Regions from separate parts of the Mus musculus genome. Here region 1 is linked to region 2. The links are chromatin contacts, called in public promoter capture Hi-C maps. All regions are on one chromosome and are shown on one strand. The core of a region is the stretch at or near the end of the contact, and the rest is flanking DNA. Distances in the headings are between cores, read along the strand shown. Region 1 holds the start of 1700048O20Rik (RIKEN cDNA 1700048O20 gene). Region 2 holds the start of Ccdc13 (coiled-coil domain containing 13).

Region 1 (2,831 bases), core at 153-2,652, 98 kb after region 2:
GAACCCCTTGATTCAGGACACCACCAAAAGTCATGGCAACAACATCTGGCTCCTCCAAAATCTCTAATTCCAAAATCTGTTCCATGGCAACATCCCAATTCAGCCCAAAGCAGCCCTCTGAAATCTATGCCTGAAGTCTGGCCCCATTGCTCTCCCAACCCATCACAAAACAAACGGCAGAAAATATCAGCTCTAGTGGCACCAAGTCACATTTAGTGACATCTTGTCCCCATGTGCCACACCTTAGCTGATGCCCTGATTCTTACCACCTGCCAGCTGAAATACCCTGCTCCGCAAACAGTGGCCTCACTGCAAGCTCAGCTCTCCTAGAAATGGCTAACCTCATTTTCTCATCTCTAGAGCCTCACATTACCTCTTTCCTGACCTGTAGACACAGGTCTATAAGTGAGGGGTGGGGGGAGGGCAGGTGCTCTGTGGAGTTGCTTATCCCTTGTCTCTGCATCTCTACTCTAACAAAGAAAAGTTGAGCATGAGTAAGAGATAGAACAGTATAAAGCTCAACCCCTCTCGGAGATATCAGAGGTGGCAGCAGGAGCCAGGCAAGCACGCCCATTGCTGGTGCTTGAGTCTGCATCTGGGAAGCCCAGTCTAAATAAGTCTACAAATTTTTTGCACCACTTTTTTTTTTTAATGTTAAATGTCTTTGTGGTACACAATGAGATCACTTAGTTCAAGCCTGGACTTCTGTTCAACTGGCCCTCAAGGTTTCTTGGAAGGCATCCATACTTTCTAAATGAATCCAGCCACATTCAGATCTTCCACACCTCTGACTCCTCCTATAGGTCCTTGTAAGTGGTTCTGCCCAGATGGCAGGGAAACCTGGGCCTTGGAAGCCCAGGAACCGCACAGTTCTGAGGGGGAAGGGTCAGGTATCCCAGTGGAAGGGAACCCTGAGACACGGCCGATAGGAAGCCTCCTCAGCAGAGGCATTGTAGCTCCCAGGGGAAGGTAGCCCTGCTCCACTTTCTCACTCGGTTCCATCTTTTTATTGCTTCTTGGCTTTTCCTGATGAGAGAGTCACGATAGGTGGAAAGTCTCATGAAAGAGATTTATTCAGGGTAAGGAGGGATGAATCCAGACATGGCTGGCTGCCCTCTGTTCCCAGAAGCAGACAGCAGAGAATTGGACAAAGGGCAGGGCTTATGTAGAATTTCTTAGGAGGCAAAGCTTTTCAGAGCAGAGATTTCCCGGATGAGGATTGGTGAGATTTCAAGTCCTGAGTTTGGGGAGCTCAGGGATTGGTGGGTTCTCCTGCTCAGGGATTGGTGGGTTCTCCTGCTCAGGGATTGGTGGGTTCTCCTGCTCAGTGATTGGTGGGTTCTCCTGCTCAGTGATTGGTGGCTTTTTTCCCCACCACCTTTTCCCTGCATTAGACCTATGGGTTAGGATGAGAGGTCCTTCCTGGCTGCAGGTGGCTTTGGTTGAGGTAGCATCTCTGTGGAACTGCTGGGGAGGTGGAGAGGAGGTGCTGCCACTGTGGACAGCTCCTGTGGGATAGATAGTTCCTAAGGCTGTAGGCTGAGGCAAGAAAGGTGTTGCCACCATAGACAACTCTTGAGGGACAGCTCCTGCTGATGGCGGGAAAGGGGATGAGCCTCCTGCAGACTGAGGAAATGTCCTCTTGCTGCCATTCTTTGACAGTTCCGGAGGGGCATCTTACTGGCTATAGGTTGGAGCAGGAAGGAGGGGCTGGCTGCCACTTGGACTGATTTGCAGAGTGCTTGCTTCTTCCAGACAGCTCCTGCTGAGGTGGGAAAGGAAATGTGCCACCTGTGTCAGTTGCAGGCAGAAGAGGTGTTGTGGAGACGTCATTTTTGACAGCTCCTGTGGGCATCTTGTAGGCTGGGACAGGAAGGAGGGGCGGGCCACCGCTTTGAGGGGTTTGTAGCGCTGCTTAGGAACTTCAGTTAGAAACAGAGAAAAGCAGCCTTGTATGGGTGAGCCATGTAGGGTGGGAAAATGTTTAGCATCTTCAATAGGGAGTCAGCCCTCCTGCTCCTAAGTTCACTTGGGCAGGTCCACTGCCCACTGCTCAGTGGAATAAACAACCTTTCTTCTTGCTCTTGCCTCCTCTCTGACGAGGTCGCTTTGTCAAGAAGCCTGACTCTCGCTAGACCACGCACAGCGCGATCAAGATTATGGGGTCCTCCAAGATTCCTAGAGAGACTCACAGAGGATTGGCCGGTCGGTGAGATGATGTATTTCCGGGCCAGGAATCTTTAAAACCTGAGAGCGTGGATGGTGAGAGGCCGTTAGAATCCCTCCGTAGGTGAGTGTGAGGAAACATGAGGAAGGCTTGGTTGGCATGGACCTGAGGGAGGGAAGGTGGTCCTCTTGGGCCCCAGGCTTGCCTACCGGGGTGCTGGAGAGAGGGGCGCGGTCTGAAATGGAAAGAGGGCGCTGTGGACGCGACGCCTGGGCGGGAAGAGGGCGCTGAGGGTCAAAGGCTTCTACAGCCTAACTACAGGGAGAGACATGGAGGCCCCAATGAGGCTGGGCAGGGAGGGTGACACCCGGGTCGGTGAGGAAGAGGCTTGGAGCAGAACAGCTTGAGATGCAGGCAGGAAGATTGTGCAGGAAAATGGCACAGTGGGCCTTAAGCAGGCGGACCTGAAGTGTAGGACAAGGCAGCGGAGGACATGGCATTTTTGTCAGGGTGTCTTCCATGACTTAAACCTTAGTGCTGCTGATTAGTGTGTTAATGTTAATTCCCAAAAAGGTATTTGTAAGAAAGCACCTAATGTGTGTTGGATCTAACAGTTTTCGATGTTTATATGAAAAATGTCTTGACTTAGCTCTTTGTACCGTCC
Region 2 (2,700 bases), core at 92-2,591:
CTTGCTAGTGAGTATGAACTGTCCCAACCCTTGCTTGTACTCACAGAACACCATCTCCCTGCCCAGGTCATTCACCTTTGCTCCTGACCTGTAGCACACGTTACATACCAACTGTGCTTCCTCCCACTAGTACGTACACTACCAGAGGACACACACTTTAACTTTATTTTTAGCTGTTTGAGACAGGGTCCTGCAAGGGCTGGCCGGATGACCTGGCACTTGCTGTGTAGACCAGGCTTGCCTCAAACTCTTGGCAATGCTCCTGTGTTGGTCTCTCAAATGCTGGCTATGTACCAACACGCCTACCAGGATCATTATTTTCATCCACTTTGTTCATGGCCATGCTACAACAGGACACAGTAGGTGCTTAATGAATATTTATAAAAAAAACATGAAAGAATTTGGCCTTTTTTTTAGACAACTATACTTTGTAACCAACAAACTACCTTAAAACCACAGATAACCCTAATTGCTTACAACTTTTGTTTTCTCTTTAAGACAAGATGTTGGTATGCAGTCCCGTCCTGCTTCAAATGTGAGTATGATTACCAATTTGGGACCAGCATGGGTCTTCTAGTGAGTTTTAAGGCCATCCCAGGCTACAGAGTGAAACCCTACTCAAAAGACCAAGGAAGAGAAAAGCTGTGCGCAGGACGGTGGATGGGGCCTTGAGCACCCATCACTTCTCACCAGCCTGCCACTTTCTAGCTCACCCACGCAGCCCATCCCACCTCCCCATCCTGTATGTTTTTACAAGCCAGAATGAGGGTCAAGTCAGGGCAGCAGCCACGTGCTGAGTGGCAGCTGCAGAAGACCTGCTTTCTAGTCATGCCCACGCAGGTCGCTGGGTCGTTCCTCTGCCTCACGAACCCTCCTCGCGCGGAAAACACGAGTCTGCCCAGGGAGGGGTGGGAACAGCCCGGCCCCAAGGAGAGGCCATTCGCAGGGTCTATGGTTTGGTTTCCCAGTCTTGGCTTCTCGCTGCTCGGCCCCCAGTTCGATCCCCCTCTCCCGGCTCCACTCTAGGCTTCCGATTCGGTTCCTCACTCTCGCCACGGTTCCGGTCCCCACTTGGCCCCTTGTTTGGTTTCCCGCTCTGTCCCTGGCTCGGTCCTCGCTCGGCTCCCGGTTCGGTTCCCCGCTCTCGGCTCCACTCTTGGTTCCTAGTTCGGTTTCCCGCTCCGCTCGGCTCCCGGTTCAGTTTCCCCGCTCAGCCCCCGGTTCTTTTTCCTGATCCGCTCCGGTTCGATCCTCGCTTGACTCCCGCTCTACTCAGCCTTCCTCCACTTACCGCGGCTGCGCTTCGGGGTCTGTCTTAAGGGCCGCGGGCACTTCCTCCGCCCTTCCCGACGCCGGCATGTGCTGCCTTGGCAACCGTCACCAGGGAAACCAGCACGGTCGCGCGCGTCTACGGGGGCCGAGAGAGCCTCTAAAGGTCTGAGCTGAGCGTGCTGAGGGGTCCGGGAAGACCCACAGAACTGCACACACCAGCTGGACATGAGAATGCAAAGTGCCTACGAAGCCTCCACTCTTCCGGAGTGTATTTTATTTAAGGATTTGGGGGGTCTGTTTGTTTTTGTTTTTAAAGGTAGGGTATCATACAGTCCAGACTGGCCTCAAACTCGCTCTGTAGCCATGCATGACCTTGAACTTCTCATCCTCCTGTCCTTATTGAATGCTGGATGACACAGGCTGCACCACCGTGCACAACCGACCTCCAGTGTCTTTGAAAAAGTAGGATGCATATCCTACTGGCCTCCAAGGGTTTTGGAAAGTGGACGGTTTTTATGAAATGTAACATAGTTAACCATATTATCTTTGGAAATACAAAACAAGGCGGGAAGAATGTTGGGTTATGATTGTGATTGGAGTAGGCCAAAATTAATAATGCTAAAACCAAAACCAAACCAAAACAAAACGCTTCCTCCTTTTCAAACAGCGCACAGAACTAAAAGAGGAATGTTGAAAGCGTTTATGGGTCACATCGCAGGATGACAAGACACATCCCTCGCCAGTCAGTCTAGTCCAGTCCAGGAGCTGATTCAAGTTCACCCCAAAACCCTTTTTCAAAAAACAAAAGGTGGAGAGCAGTTGAGGACAAATAATGAAGACAACCTCTGTCTATCCCATGCACATGTGCACCGACACAAACAATTGCACACACCCATACTAAGAAAACCTAGACGTGAAACAACACACAGGCAATTATATCAGTATGGTAGGATTTTAGGTCTTCTTATTTATGAATTTATTTATTTATTTGCATTTTAGAAGATTTTAAAAAACAGTGTGTGTGTGTGTGTGTGTGTGTTTAAGAAAATACTTAAAAAAAAAATCTCCCAGTTTGACATTGCTGTATTTCAGGGACTTGAAGGGAGGCAAACACATAGGAAAAATGAGCTGAGGGAGGCCAGATGCTCTCACTAGCCTTTATAATGTGAAAGTCTCCAGCTATGTTAAACCTGTTTTTCTGCTTCCCATTTACTTAACGTGAGTAGTACATCACTACTTGTGAAGAAGATACAGGGCTGGATACCCACAGCCCTGCATCCACCTGCCCACCCCCTCGCAGTACAGTACAGTGTGTCCAGGTGCACAGCATCTCCTTCATAAAGCTTCTCTCTCTCTAACTCTCTCTCCTTCTTTCTCTCTCTCTCTCTTTGTGTGTGTGTGTGTGTGTGTGCCCATGGAGGCCAGAAG

What was found. Promoter capture Hi-C pulls out the DNA fragments that hold promoters and counts their contacts.
Region 1: a promoter capture Hi-C map of liver shows a contact between it and region 2, with 4 times the contacts expected there. The contact joins the promoter of 1700048O20Rik here to the promoter of Ccdc13 in region 2. A contact is called at or near these places in 6 of 39 promoter capture datasets (3T3-L1-derived adipocytes, HPC-7-derived erythroid cells, hippocampal neurons and 2 more), 1 of 15 datasets of contacts at CTCF or cohesin (the NIH/3T3 cell line), 12 of 484 Hi-C or Micro-C datasets (CD8 T cells, Sertoli cells, cortical neurons and 8 more), 2 of 115 datasets of contacts at active chromatin or transcription factors (CD8 T cells and memory CD8 T cells) and 3 of 9 other capture datasets (adipose tissue, liver and pancreatic islet).

What each region holds. Positions count from the first base shown.
Region 1 is chr9:121,935,873-121,938,703 of GRCm38.p6, forward strand. 1700048O20Rik (RIKEN cDNA 1700048O20 gene) reads left to right here and starts at 1,403. Exons shown (of 5, transcript NR_033553.1): 1 at 1,403-1,447; 2 at 2,104-2,290.
Region 2 is chr9:121,838,120-121,840,819 of GRCm38.p6, forward strand. It overlaps Ccdc13 (coiled-coil domain containing 13), which reads right to left and starts at 1,342. Exons shown (of 16, transcript NM_028384.1): 1 at 1,292-1,342.